Regions from separate parts of the Sus scrofa genome. Here region 1 is linked to region 2. Evidence: chromatin contacts called from public Hi-C data. All regions are on one chromosome and are shown on one strand. The core of a region is the stretch at or near the end of the contact, and the rest is flanking DNA. Distances in the headings are between cores, read along the strand shown. Region 1 holds the start of SNTB2 (beta-2-syntrophin). Region 2 overlaps SNTB2 (beta-2-syntrophin).

What was found. A called contact is a pair of places that touch in the nucleus more often than the background predicts.
Region 1: a contact with region 2 is called in a Hi-C map of fetal skeletal muscle, with 3 times the contacts expected there. The contact joins the promoter of SNTB2 here to the enhancer-like site in region 2. A contact is called at or near these places in 2 of 5 promoter capture datasets (fetal liver and liver), 6 of 47 Hi-C or Micro-C datasets (adipocytes, embryonic fibroblasts, fetal heart ventricle and 2 more) and 2 of 2 datasets of contacts at active chromatin or transcription factors (alveolar macrophages and skeletal muscle).

What each region holds. Positions count from the first base shown.
Region 1 is chr6:17,772,719-17,779,633 of Sscrofa11.1, reverse strand. SNTB2 (beta-2-syntrophin) reads left to right here and starts at 5,084. Exons shown (of 7, transcript XM_021093874.1): 1 at 5,084-5,717. The coding sequence starts at 5,138.
Region 2 is chr6:17,699,242-17,706,248 of Sscrofa11.1, reverse strand. The region is part of intron 4 of SNTB2 (beta-2-syntrophin); the gene reads left to right. Among named protein-coding and RNA genes, the nearest start is that of VPS4A, 33 kb to the right of the region's middle. Within about 2 kb of position 3,383, at least 7 of the 83 cell types and tissues checked have an H3K27ac peak or open chromatin away from gene starts, as enhancers often do. A contact at or near this core is called in fetal skeletal muscle and skeletal muscle, where this site is marked.

The DNA of each region.
Region 1 (6,915 bases), core at 3,835-6,334, 72 kb before region 2:
GGCTGTTGTAGAGGGCACAGGTTTCTTAACTTGACATGTGTATTACTTTGCTACGGCTCCCATTACACTATCACAGACTGGATAGCTTAACAGAACTTTATTTTCTCATAATTCTGGAGGCTGAAAGTCCAAGAACAATGTATTAACAGGGTTATTAGTTTCTTCTGAGGCCTCTCTCCTTGGCTTGTAGATGGCTTTTCCCCCAGTGTCTTCACATGGTCTTCCTGCTGTGTGTCTGTGACCTAACCTCCTAAGGACAACAGTTGTATTGGATTGAGGCCCACCCTAATGACCTCATTTTAATTTAATCACCTCTTTAAAGACCCTATCTCCAAACATAGTCACATTCTGAGGTAGTGCTCTGAGTCTGGGCTTCAACCTATAAATTTTGAGGGGACACAGTTCAGCCCATAGCAGTCTATGGAAGGGCTTTAGGGACTTTACAAGCCCCCAAATTTGAGTGCTGAATTTTGCACAAATGTGCATTTTCTGAAGTGTGTTCACAGCATGCAGCTGATTCTCAAAGGGATCCATGATCCCTTTCCAGTTGGTTATTTGCATCAACTGTCTTGGGAGGAAGCTAAAACTCTGAGACCTGTTAAGGCCTGGAAATGCCACAGATAGCAATAAACATGATTTGGTGTTCCATGGTATATGAAAAATGAGAGTTGAAGCTGACTATAAGACTACAACTGTTATTGTGAGGCACTGCAAATTCTGTTAGAACTAGTATTGGAGGAAAGTGGATTTTTATTTTTGGACCCTTATTTGAATTTCATGGGAAATTATATAATTTCCATGATTGTCAATAGACAACACTGGTGATTTTCCATAACTAAGTGGATTCAATGAAACTAACCTTCTGTTTGTTATATCCTTGCTAATATTTTCCTAAAAAGAAAGTCACAGAGCTACAAAACTGTCACCAGCTGCTTCTCATTAGGAATGTGGTTAGCAGATGTGGGTTTTCATAGTTGTAACACATGAGATAGTTAATCCATTTTTGTGGCTTTCAGATGGACAGTGATTTATCTTGGCGGGATGAATTTTAAAATGCGCTTGCATCAGCTAAAGGATATATGTACCTTTTCCGCTTTCGCTTCATATTTGTGCTGGAGTAGAAAAATATGATATTTCTCCCGGAAGGCAAAGTCGTACTGTGTTGAAAGGGACAATTGATCTCACTGTCCTCTAGCGGGGGAAGAGTTTTGTGTGGATACTTTTCCAAAGTTGGGTGTTGGGTTGGCTATTTTACAAGCTTATTTCTCCCTTCGCCTCTTCTTAAGCAGCAATTGAGCAGCTCTTGCTTTTGTTCCTCTGGCATCAGGCCGCCTTTGTGGTATGACCTTCAGGCTTGCTAAGGGCTGCAATTTTGCCTGGGGCCCTCCTTCCTGATGAAATTACACAATACTCAAACCTTGGAAGCAACCCCAGATCTACTAATTCTTTCCTTTGACGGGCTTTTGGCAATATGTATTCCCTTTCAGCCACAGTGTAGTTTTATACAAGATCTGTTTGTCACCGAACTTAATTTGGCCGTTTGCTGTTTAAGGCTGGAATCAAATCGCATTATGGCAGACTCATTCTTAGATAAAATATAGACAACTCGAATTTCTACCAAAGGTTTTATTGTTGCTGCTGCTAAAGGTCAACAGGTGACAATAACAGCAGTAGTACTTTTTATGGAACTCTTACAGTGCCTCAGGGTCAGTGATGCTAAGCGCTTTGTAGGCAGCATCCCAGTCAACCCTCACCAGCATCTTTCAAGGTGGAAAGTATCTGAAGTTTTCCAAAGAGACTGAGGCCTGTGATCTTAGCTCTTGACCATTGTCATACAGCTAGTAAGTGGCCAGACTCTGATTTGAATCTTGTGCTTTTTTTTTTTTTTTTTTCTTTTAGGGCTGTACCTGTGGCACATGGAGGTTCCCAAGCTAGGAGTTGAATCGGAGCTGTAGCTGCTGGCCTTCACCACAGCGACAGCAACGCCAGATCAAGCCACGTCTATGACTACACCATAGCTCACAACAACCCTGGATCCTCAACCCACTGAGCCAGGATGCTGGTTGGGTTCGTTAACCACTGAGCCACGATGGAACCCCTGAACCTTGTGCTTTTAATTACCATGCTATATTGTACACCTACCATGAGGGAAAAGGGGAAAAAAAGACTTTTGAAAGAGCACAGAAGCTGAGCCTGTGTCACAGAATGAAAGGAAATTATGGAACTGGAGAGCTAATCCAACCCCCTCATTTTGAAGTAGCAGTGATACCTGCCCTGTTCTGAGAAAACAGGTAACAGCTTGAGCAGAGGAGAAAACCTACTGATAGGTGACAGGAATAAAAGGTTATTAGGAATTATCTCAGCCATTCCCTTTTTTTAGAGGTAGATAAAATAACATGCCTGTTCAAAGAATTATCTGAGCTTGTCTCGCCACCCCTAAGAAACTGTGGAAACAGATGTGTACTCCTTTTATTTCAGATTTCATTATCCACAGTAAGTAGATTTCCACTGACTACTTGAGATTTCCTAGATGGCAATTTTCACTCTGCAAGGAACCAATAACCTTCAGAGGGATTATTTGAAACGACTACAGCACAGGAGGCATTGAATTTCAATCAATCACATGTTTAATGAGTTCCTTCTCGGCAAGGCAACAACTTTGGAATAGTGGGGAACAAAAAGAAGTCAATGGGCGGTCCCTGTCCTGTATATCATAATATACTTGGACAGACAAGCAAGGCATAGAATAAAATTGTTCAAAGGGAAAATCCCAACAAAGTGAGTAGGCAGAGAAAACGGGGATGAGCTCTTGCTAGGTGGGAAAGTGAAAGGGGCAGAAAGTGTTTGGAAGGATGGACCCCAGCAGGAATGTGCAAGGCATCCTTGGAAGAGATTGACTGGATGAGTGTGGCCAATCCGAAAGGAGTGATGAAGGAGAATGTGAAAATTAAGTTCTGATGGAGGACCTTGTAAAAATGGCTGAATAGTTTAGACATTTTTTATGGATGTACTTTGAAATAATTTAAGTAAATATCCCCCAATAATCCAAATATCAATCTCTATTACCTCCCATCTTACCGGGGTTAAATATTTCATTATATAACCTACTGTCTTATGTAAGTGCCCTCCCTATTTAGGTGGAAGATCTATGATTTCCTCCAACTCTTTTGACCAAAAGGTCTTGACACTTTTGGAAAGAAATTCCAGCATTTCCCTTTTGCTAATAAAGATGTCCTCAAGTGCCCAACCTCTGGGTGATTACATATGTAAACGTGCTCGAAATGTGCTCATTCTCTAAGGAGACAGCTGCCAAGTGCTCTCTAATAAGTAGAAGTTTCGCTTAACTCAGGCCTCTGGGGGCTCCCGCCTCAGCTGGAGCAAAGCCAGAAATGTCTGTGACTGCAGGTGCACTTGGGCACATTGGGACCTGCCAGAGCAGAGAGCGGGCCTCACTGCAATTGATTGAGGAGAGGGCCAGAGGGTTGAGCTTCTGCTGATGTCTGCAGCTTGGAAAATCCCACTCCGCTAATTGCAAAGAGGATTCTGCTGTAATGATTTTTGGAGTAAGATACTTTTCTCATTTTGAATTCTTTCTTCATTTGGGCTCTGAGTGCTTACCAATCTTTCTTTTTTAAAAAAAAATTTTTTTTAATTGTTTTAATTCCTGGTATAGGAGGCTCTTTGAAAGTTTCTGCCCACACATGAGTGTGCATTAGATTGGTTCATGGACATGGCTTACGAGCTTCAACATGTACTTCATGAGCAAGCAGGTATACAGCCCCTTTCACAGGAATTGCTGCACACTCCCTCTGTTGGCACCACTGCTCCCACCCCTGCCTGCCCAAATGAAAATATGGGCATTTTGCTTTTCCTGAAAAAAAAAAAGGAAAAAGGGCACAGTGACCTCATGTTGAGATCTCTCTCAGCAGCATGATTTCTGGATCCTCACTTTTGAGGTCTAGAGTATGGTCTAGGGTGTGTATGTGTTTGTTTTAAAGCACTGGAACAGGAAACTGGGAGACCAGAGATGTTTTGTTACTTGTGGACACTGGGCCAAAGCTTTGGCTTTCTGGGCCTCAGTTTCCTCAACTCTTCAAGCCAGGAAACTGGAAGAAGCAGGTGAATTTTATCACCTACAGCTTTGGACAAAAGCTGCTGCAGGCTTTGCACTGTGTAATCAGTTTCTGGGGACGCTCATATGCACTTGCCCCAATGTAAGGCCCTGGCCTCCAGGGTAGAAAGTCAGATCTACAAATTCAATTCCAATATTTGGTTATTTGAGTCTTTTTACACTCATATCCTTATATTTCCATGGACCCTGCACTATTCACATTTGAATTCTGGCATCTTCCTAAGTAACCATCATTCTGCAAATATCTTTGAGGCCTACCTAATGTGGCTGCAGGGCTAAAGAAAACATGAACCCCTCTGGCATTACCGGTATTACAAAGCAGAATGACAAATGCTTGGATTCATGCCTCTAGACTTTTGCTTATGCAGTTCCCTCTGTTCCAGTTATTGAGCTTCCATTGTCACCTCTGTGAAACTGACCCCAGGCTCAACTACTTCTACTCCGGTCTCAGGGCTTTTTCTACATGTCACTTAACCACATAATATCACATCAGGTTGGTTGGTTCTCTTTTTTCCTCCCCTACTAAACCGCCAGCTCTCGGCTGTGGTAGTTTTGTTCATCTCACCTCCAGGCCTCAAAAGGAGCCCACAGCGGAGCATTCAGTAAATACTTACTTAGTAAGAACCAATCAATGCAAAAGTGAACTTGCAACTCGGAGGCTTTCAACTTGCAGGCTTGCAAAGTGTCTTGTGAAGCTGATTTTGCTTTCCATGCCCAGGCAGCTCTGGTGCATTAAACGGTACAGGTCAGAAGCTGGAGGGTGTAAGGGTCGGAGGCTAACGGAGGGAGAACGTGAGACCGAGCCCCACTTCGCTTGAGCTGTGAACTGCAACCCACCGGACCGCAGGCAACTCCTTAGACCTCCCGGAAGCGTCCCGGCCGGCCTCTCCCCACCGCTCCGGAAGGTGGGCGTGGCCTCTCATGAATAATGAATCACCGCGGGGGGAGGGGCCGGGCCCGCCCCCTCGGGCGGGAAGGGGGAAGCGCCTAGGCTGCCTGACTGGAATGAGGGTAGCTGCGCCGACTGCGGCGGCGGGAGCGGGGCCGGCCATGGCGGTGTGGACGCGGGCCACCAAAGCGGGGCTGGTAGAACTGCTCCTTAGGGAGCGCTGGGTCCGGGTGGTGGCCGAGCTGAGCGGGGAGAGCCTGAGCCTGACGGGCGACGCCGCGGCGGCTGAACCAGAGCCAGCTCTAGGGCCCGCGGCGGCCGCCTTCAACGGCCTCCCGAACGGCGGCGGCGCGGGCGATTCGCTGCCCGGGAGCCCGAGCCGCGGCCTGGGCCCCCCAAGTCCACCCGCGCCGCCGCGAGGCCCGGCGAGTGAGGCGGGCGCGTCACCGCCGGTGCGCCGAGTGCGGGTGGTGAAGCAGGAGGCGGGCGGCCTGGGCATCAGCATCAAGGGCGGCCGCGAGAACCGGATGCCGATCCTCATCTCCAAGATCTTCCCGGGACTGGCGGCCGACCAGAGCCGGGCGCTGCGGCTGGGCGACGCCATCCTGTCGGTGAACGGCACCGACCTGCGCCAGGCCACCCACGACCAGGCCGTTCAGGCACTGAAGCGCGCGGGCAAGGAGGTGCTGCTGGAGGGTGAGCGGGGCCGGCGGGCGGGCAGGCGGGCGGGAGGTGCTGGGCTGGCCGGCGCTCACTTTGTTTCTGCCACCCTGCCCGCTTGGCGGGGCGAGCCCCTTCCCTCCCTCCGAGCCCTCACCTTCCCTTCTGCTGGTGGCCCGGCTCTCCCCAAACCCTGTTTGCTGGGACTTGGAGGATGGAAAAACTGATGCTCCCTGCAGGAAAAGTTGGGCAGCCGCCGAAGTGTGGCTTGCAGTCCCCAAGGAAGACTCGGTTGAGATTTAGTAAAAAGCAGCCGCGCTTGAAGCCCCGCCTCTGCACTATAAGCTGACACTAAGAACTAGAGAGGGACGGAACGGAGTTCTGGAGGTCTCGGTTTGCCTCCTGAGAAGTGCCGAGTTGGCTGTTTCTTCATTCACCTCTGGCTTCCCAGGGCGGGCGGGTCTGTTAAAAAAAAAAAAAAAAAAAAATTATCCAGTCCGATGCCAGCGGTATGCTTGGGCAAACCCTCGAAACCCTGGTTAATTTATGGGAATTTAACCCATCATTGGCTCGCAACAATAACCAAAGGAGATCCTAGCACTTCATTGAAGCCAGAAAGCTGAAACAGCAAGTTCGTGTGGTTAATGAGCCTTATTTAACAGTGAAGGCTCACGTGTTTGAACATTTACTGCCAACTAGAGTTTTGCCCTTTTTTTAGGAGACTGGTGCCAGCTTCCTACCATTCACAGGCGTCCTGCTTCAAGGCTTTAAGCTTATTAGAAGCCTGAAATGTTAAATCTCAAGTCATGTTTGAATAGCCAGGATTGTTATTTACTTTAAATATGTATGTGACCTGGGTCGTCTTTGATGAATTTATGAAATTAAGGCAAAATTAAATATCATCTCCTTAATGGACTCGTGCATGTTGGAGGTAATACTGCTTTAGAAATTTTTGAGCAGTTGGCCTTCTTTCACTGTGATTCAGTAGTTCAAAAAGCATTTATTGCTGGCTGTATAGAAGAGAACATAAAAGGTGATCTGCCTCTATTTGGTGTCTATTTGGGGAAATGATAGAAAAATGCAAAAACAAAAAACCCTTCAAGTTATAGATTGTATAGTGCAAACTATATAATTGCCACAGGAAATGCAAAGTTATGCAGTAGTTAGTGGAAATTGGATTTGTCAGGGAGCAATTTTTCAAGGAGTTGAATCTTGAGCCAGGTCTCCAGGGAAG
Region 2 (7,007 bases), core at 2,134-4,633:
AGTGGTTTTTCTTCTTACTTTATTGACTGTGACTAGAAAACCACTGAAAATGTGGCAGCCTTCTGACTGAGTGATGAAATCATTTAAACCAGAATATGGTATTGTGGATAAACCGCATAACTCAGCCAAAATGTTCTTCAACTTCTTTCTAGTATAGGAATACATAATTTTGATTCCATCAAATAAACATTAATTTGACCTGAAACTACAGGATGTTTCAGTAAATCTCAGTTGAGTTAAATTCTGTTACTTAAAGTAGTTTTTCTGTCCATGGTTACAATGGGAGCCTGACAAGAATTATGAAAACATGTGAATATGTCTCAGTAGATATAATTAGAGAGATTAAATTTGTGTTTTCCAAAGATTTACAGCTTATGAACACGACTGTAGAGATCTTTTAAGCTTAAATTTTATAGAAGAAGCTTAAACTGTAGCTGTGATCATAGAATGCAAGGAGGGTAGCTTTTCCTTAACCATATGTTACTGGAAGGATGGCGCAGAAACCTGTGACATGCCGTAGATGCACCTTTGTTCGTTACTAGAAATTACAAACAAGTAATAAACAAGTATAAACAATAATTGCTGGTCATTGACTATACTGGACCTAGGCCACCAAGATACCTCGTTGCTAGAGGGAAATAGGCTGGTTGTACTGTCAGCGTGGTATTAATGTGCTGATGATGGTTGAATTATACACTTTTAAATGGGTAAAATATGTTATGTGAATTACATCTCCATAAAGCTGTTGTAATTAAAACAAACCCCCAAAGCCAACAGGATTTAGTAGAAAGGATTGAGTTTGGGTCCCTTATCTGCCACTTATCATGGATAATTGGGGTCCCATTAACCTTTCTGTGCCATAGATTTTTCATTTGAGTGAAAATGAGGTTAAGTACAATGAGGTAGTATGGGTATGAGAATTAAATAAGTTCAGACTTGTAAAATGCCTACAGTGGTACCTGACACCTTGTAGGTGCTCAAATAAATGTTAGCTGCTTTAATTATAATAATTATTATTTATTATTAAGTGAAAGTATGTGAAAGAAGAGTTTGTGTAAAAAGTGAATTGGCTTTGAGTCCCGTCGTGGCTCAGTGAAAACGAATCCGACTAAGAACCATAAGGTTGTGGGTTCGATCCCTGGCCCCTCACTCAGTGGATTAAGGATCTGGTGTTGCTGTGAGCTTTGGTGTAGGCCAGCAGCTACAGCTCCATTTGGACCCCTAGCCTGGGAACCTCCATATGCCAAGGGTGCAGCCCTAAAAACCAAAAGCAAAAAAAAAAAAAAAAAAAAAAGTGAATTGGCTTAATTTTGCCATTGTTAAAAGAAGAGCTTGCTTTATCCAGCAGTTTTACAGGTAGTGAAAGTTTAATGTTAAATGTTAGAAATTCAAATATATATTTGGATCAACATACAAATTGAACTTGGCCATTAATTAGGGGGGTGGGGCCTGTAGCTCTCTGAGCATGTTGTTTATTAATAAGTTGAATTGCAAGTTTCCTTGTGGCCCAGCTGGTTAAGGTTCTGGCATTGCCTCAGCTGTGGCATAGGCTGCAATTGCTGCTCAGGTTCAATGCCTGGCCAGGGAACTTCCACATGTCATGGGTATGGCAAAAAAAAAAAAAAATTTAATCAGTGCAACAGCAAGGATTCTTCACTCCTTGCTCAGGAAGTACTGATGGATTAGGAGCAAAGATGACAGGCAGAAGAGAGGTTTAGTTTTGCCATGTGGCCATGTCGGCCATATGGAATTGGTTGAAGTCACCACTTGATGGTATTCAGGGGGCTTAACCCTCCTCTGCCTCCCAGAGGGGGTAGAGTATGGCCGCTGGAAGAGACCAGAGAAGGAACCAGCTCAGGAAATATCCTATAGCCAGATGCAAGGCCAGAAAGTGGCGTCCTTATGTCTCTTTAATATGGAGGAAAAGGAGGGTTTGGGATTTGTATGAGTAAGAGAAAGGGCTGAATGTTCACTTTCACTAATTCTGTGTCTCATGCTTTGGAACATGTTCTTATGAGTGGATGAGACACACACACAAAGATAACAGACACCTAGAGAAGGGAAATATTAAGAACCTTGATATCCAAAAGCAAAAGTAGATAGTCCCTGATAAATTAAGAATTAATGTGTAGTTCAGAGTTCTCTTGTGGAGAAGTAGGTTAAGGATCTGGTGTTGTCACTGCAGCAGCTGCTGTGATGTGGGTTTGATTCCTGGCCTGGGAACTTGTACATGCTATGGGTGCAGCCAAAAAAAAAAAAGAAGAATTAATTGTAGTTCAGAAATCAAAAAAACATTGTTAGGGTGACATAAATTAATATGAGTTACCATTTATATTGACTTGCGCATTTACAGATTCTTGAAAACCAAAACTCTGTGTCTGGGTGTGTTTACTTAATAGCTGATATTTCACGGTGGTTGAAGAATTAAGTAAATCATGAAAATGATAAATGAAGACGATTTTATTTTATTTTTACTTTACACATTTCTTGAGCCAGATCCTTGATACAGGTAGAAAAAAAGATAGGTGCTGTGGATTTTGCAGGATATGCATTTTGTAATCATCTCTTATAGGCTTTCTTTGACTGGAGAAGAAGAAAATCCAAAGAAAGTGTGGCTACTTTACACTGTGGAAAATTGAGTGGTGTTGTGCTTATGGGACTTAACAGGCAAAAGCTGCTAAAACGCCTTTGCCTGAGCTCATCTGGCCTCCCCGCCAAAGGGGGCCTTTTGGCAACTATTCTAACCAACTGCCGTGCAGCAGGAGTACACCAGCTGGTTTGAATTAGATTCCCTCTGCCAAATATTTCATAATCAAACTGTAGGGAAAATTCTTCTGGACTTTATATTTTTTAATGTCTGATTTGGGATTAGCAATCAAACTGAATATGGTAGAATCCACCCTGTCACTTTCCCCACACTCTGTCTTACTTGGATCAAATGTGGAGTAGTTTTGAAACTTACTTAACTCTTGCTGAGATAATAGCTAATGTGTAATTAGCATCTTAGGTCTACGAGAATCAACTCAGGGAGGTGGTTCTCAAATTATACTTTCACAGACCTCTGGGGATCCTCTTTCTGGGGGGTCTGTAAGTTCAAAACCATTTTCCTAGTAACACTAAGATGTTATTTACTTTTTTGCACTGTTGGCATTTGCACCAAGGGTTAGTAAAATTGCTGGTACCTTAGCATGAGTCAAGGCAGTTAGCACCAAACTATATGGATTGCAGGAAGAAAACATGCCAGTTTGACCTCAGAATGTCTTTGTTGAAGCAGTAAAAATTACTACTATTATTTAATCTTAACGCTTGAGTATTCATCTTGTTAACAATCTGTGGGATGAAATGGGAAGTGCTCACAGAGAGCTTCCGCTGCACACAGAGGTATGATGATTTCGCAATGAAAAGCATGTGTGGTTGAGTTGTGAGCTGAGCTAGCTGGCTTTTTCATGGAACACCATTTTTTACTTGAAAAAACAACTGGCTGACAAACTGGCCAGTCATACTTGGGTATTTATCAGACATTTTTTGTAAAATAATCAAAATGAATTTATCATTTAAGGAAAACACTAATTTTGTTGCCAATTGTAAATTTCTAGCTTTCAAACAAAAATTAGAATTCTGTAGAATTTGTATGTGTCAAGTGTGAGTTTGACAGCTTCCCAATACTTAAAGACTTTTCTGATGAGACCAGTGGTGATATTAGCAAATGTGACTTTTTGATACTGCATAATGAAATGCTTTTAACATTTGGAAAATCTGCATAACTCTTTGAAAAAAGAAATGTACCAAATGACCAATACATGATGCTACAAAATAATGCAACGGTGAAAAAAATCTGTTCAAACTGCAAGAGACACCAATGGATTTTTTTTCCCCACTGTACAGCGTGGGAAGCAAGTTACACATACATGTATACATAATTTTTCCTCCCATTGTCGTGTTGCGATGTAAGTATCTAGACATAGTTCTCAGTGCTACACAGCAGGAGGATTTTTAATATAACAGAATAGGAAAACTTTATTTATAAGATTTCAGATCCTACATCTCAGCTAACCTTAAGAAACCACTTGTTGAGTTTTGGTTTAGTGGACAGAAAGCTAGCTACAGTTATCTGAAAAGGCTGTTAAAAGACTCCTTCCTTGTTCAACTACATGTTTGTGTGAGGCTGGTCTTTCTTCATACACTTCATCTACACACTGCAACAGAATGCAGAAGCAGATAAGACATTCAGCTCTTTTTTTTTTTTTTTTTTTTTGGCCTTTTAGGGCCACACCCTTGGCATGTAGAAGTTCCCAGGCTAGGGGTCTAATCAGAGCTGTAGCTGCTGACCTACACCACAGCCACAACAATGTGGGATCCAAGTCTTGTCTATAAACTGCATCACAGCTCATGGCACCACTGGATCCTTAACCCATTGAGCACATCCAGGGATCAAGCCCACATCCTCATGGATACTAGTTGGGGTTGTTACCGCTGAGCCACCACGGGAACTCCTCAGCTATCTTTTCTTAAGCTGGATATTAAAGAGATTTGTAAACAATTTAAAACAAATAAGTTATTAACACCTTATTTGGTTTTTATTTTTAAATGAATAAATGTTTTTAAAATTCCTCAGTTTGATTTCCCATTATAGTAATATCTATAACTATAACCCAGGAGTTCCTGCTGTGGTGCAGTGGGTTAAGAATTTGACTGCAGTGGCTTGATGCAGGTCTCTGTGAAGGCATGGGTTTGATCCCTGGCCCGACATAGTGGGTCAAAGGGTCTCACATTGCCACAGCTGTGGCATAGGTTGTGGCATGACTTGGATTCAGTCCCTGGCCTGGGAACTTCCATATGCCATGGGTATGGCCATAAAAAAAAATTAAAATAAAAATTATTTTTAAAATATACAACCCAGGGAGTTTCCGCCGTACCTCAGTGGAAACAAATCTGACTAGGAACCATGAAGTTGCAGGTTCAATCCCTGGCTTTGCTCAGTGGGTTAAGGATCCAGTGTTGCCATGAGCTGTGGTGTAGGTCGCAGGTGTAGCTCAGGTCCTGCATTGCTGTGGCTGTGGTGTGGGCTGACAGCTGTAGCTCTGACTGGACCCCTAGCCTGGGAACTTCCATTTGCCGAGGGTGTGGCCCTAAAAAGCAAAAAAAAAAAAAAAAGAAAGAAAAAAATAGAGTGGTAAAGGAAGGAGTCAGCAAATGTGTAGAAAAATATCATAGGTATACAACTTACAGTGAAGTTAAGAACAAGCCATTTTATATATTTCTTGGGTATACAGTTCTCACCCAAGTTTTTAAAAATCCTATGTGGAAAACATTGCCTGCTGAGTGATTCCTTATAAGTGAGGTAGTGTGTTTGTTCTGTTATACTGATATACTTAGAACTTCTTAAATATAGGAGAAATATTTTTGGAAGAAGTGAATAAATTATACTAAATGGTTGTCATGAAACAAAATGTTGAATAGTTTAATAACTTTAAAAAGCATTGCTTTTCTCTTGGTTTTTCCTCATGTATACTTCGCTGTTATTTATTTTAGCAGCTTTATTGTGGTGTAACTTACATACTATACAGTTTGTCCATTCAAAGTATAAAATTTAATAGTTTTTACTGTGTTCACAGAGTTATACAATCACCACAATCAAAATAGGACACTTTCATTACCCCCAAAAGAAACTCTTTACCCATGAGCAGTCACTCTTCATTTTCTCCTCCCCCAGCCCTAACCAACCACAAATATACTTTCTGGCTCTACAGACTTAACCTATTTTGGACCTTGCTTATAAATGGAATCATGTTATATAGCCCTTTATGTCTGACTTCTTTCATTTTGCATAATGTTCTCAAGGTTTATCTGTGTTGTAGCAATCATATAACTTCATTCCTTTTAAGGCTTAATGATATTCCACTGGTGGATATATGATATAGCACATTCATCAGTTGATAGTCATTTGGGTTATTTCCACGTTTTGACTATACTGTTATGAATAATGCTGCTATAGCATTCATATAGAAGCTTTTCTGTGAACATATGTTTTTGATTTTTCATCTGTCAGTATCTGGGGAGGATTGGTTCTGGGACCCCCATGGATGCTTAATTTCCTTATATAAAATGGTTTAGTGCAGTTGGACCTCTGTATTCATGGGTGCAAAACTGCAGATGCTGAGGTCACACTGTTTATACCTAGGACTAACATTGCTGTCATATGCAACTCTGTTTTTAACGTTTATGAGGAACTACCAGGCTATTTCCTACAGTAGCTACATCATTTTAAACTCTCACCAACAGTATATAAGGGTTCCATTTTCTCTACATTCTCACGATTTTGGGTTGTGTTCCCCTAATAGCTAATGATGAGCATCGTTACATATACTTGCTGGTCCTATGTATATCTTCTTTGGAGAAATGTCTGTTCAAACCCTTTGTACTATAATTGGGTTGTCTTTTTATTATTGAGTTGTATGAGTTCTTTAAATATTCTTTAGACAAATACTTTACGAAATACATGATTTGCAAGTATTTTTCCCATTCTGCGGGTTGTCTTTTCACTTTCTTGATGGTATTATTTAAAGCACAAAAGTTTTTTATTTTGATGAAGTCCGATTTATTAGTCTTCCCTTACATCATTTTCCCTGAGAAGGCTTTCTTTAACTCAGGGTCACAAAGATTTATAGTTTCGGAAGGCAGCTGTGCTCACCCCATACCACCAACACTACTAGTTTTATATTTTGGCTTTACATTTCATTCTTTTATCCATATGGAATCAGTTTTTGTATATGGTGTGAAGTAGTGGTCCAACTTTATTTTTTGCAGGTGAAAATCCAGTTATCACAGCACCATTTGTTGAAAGGAGTTCCTGCCGTGGCTCAGCAGAAATGAATCTGACTAGCATCCATGAGGACACAGGTTCAATCCCTGGCCTCTTTCAGTGAGTTAAGGATCCTGCGTTGCCATGAGCTGTGGTGTAGGTCACATGCAGCTCGGATTTGACATTGCTGTGGCCGTGATGAAGG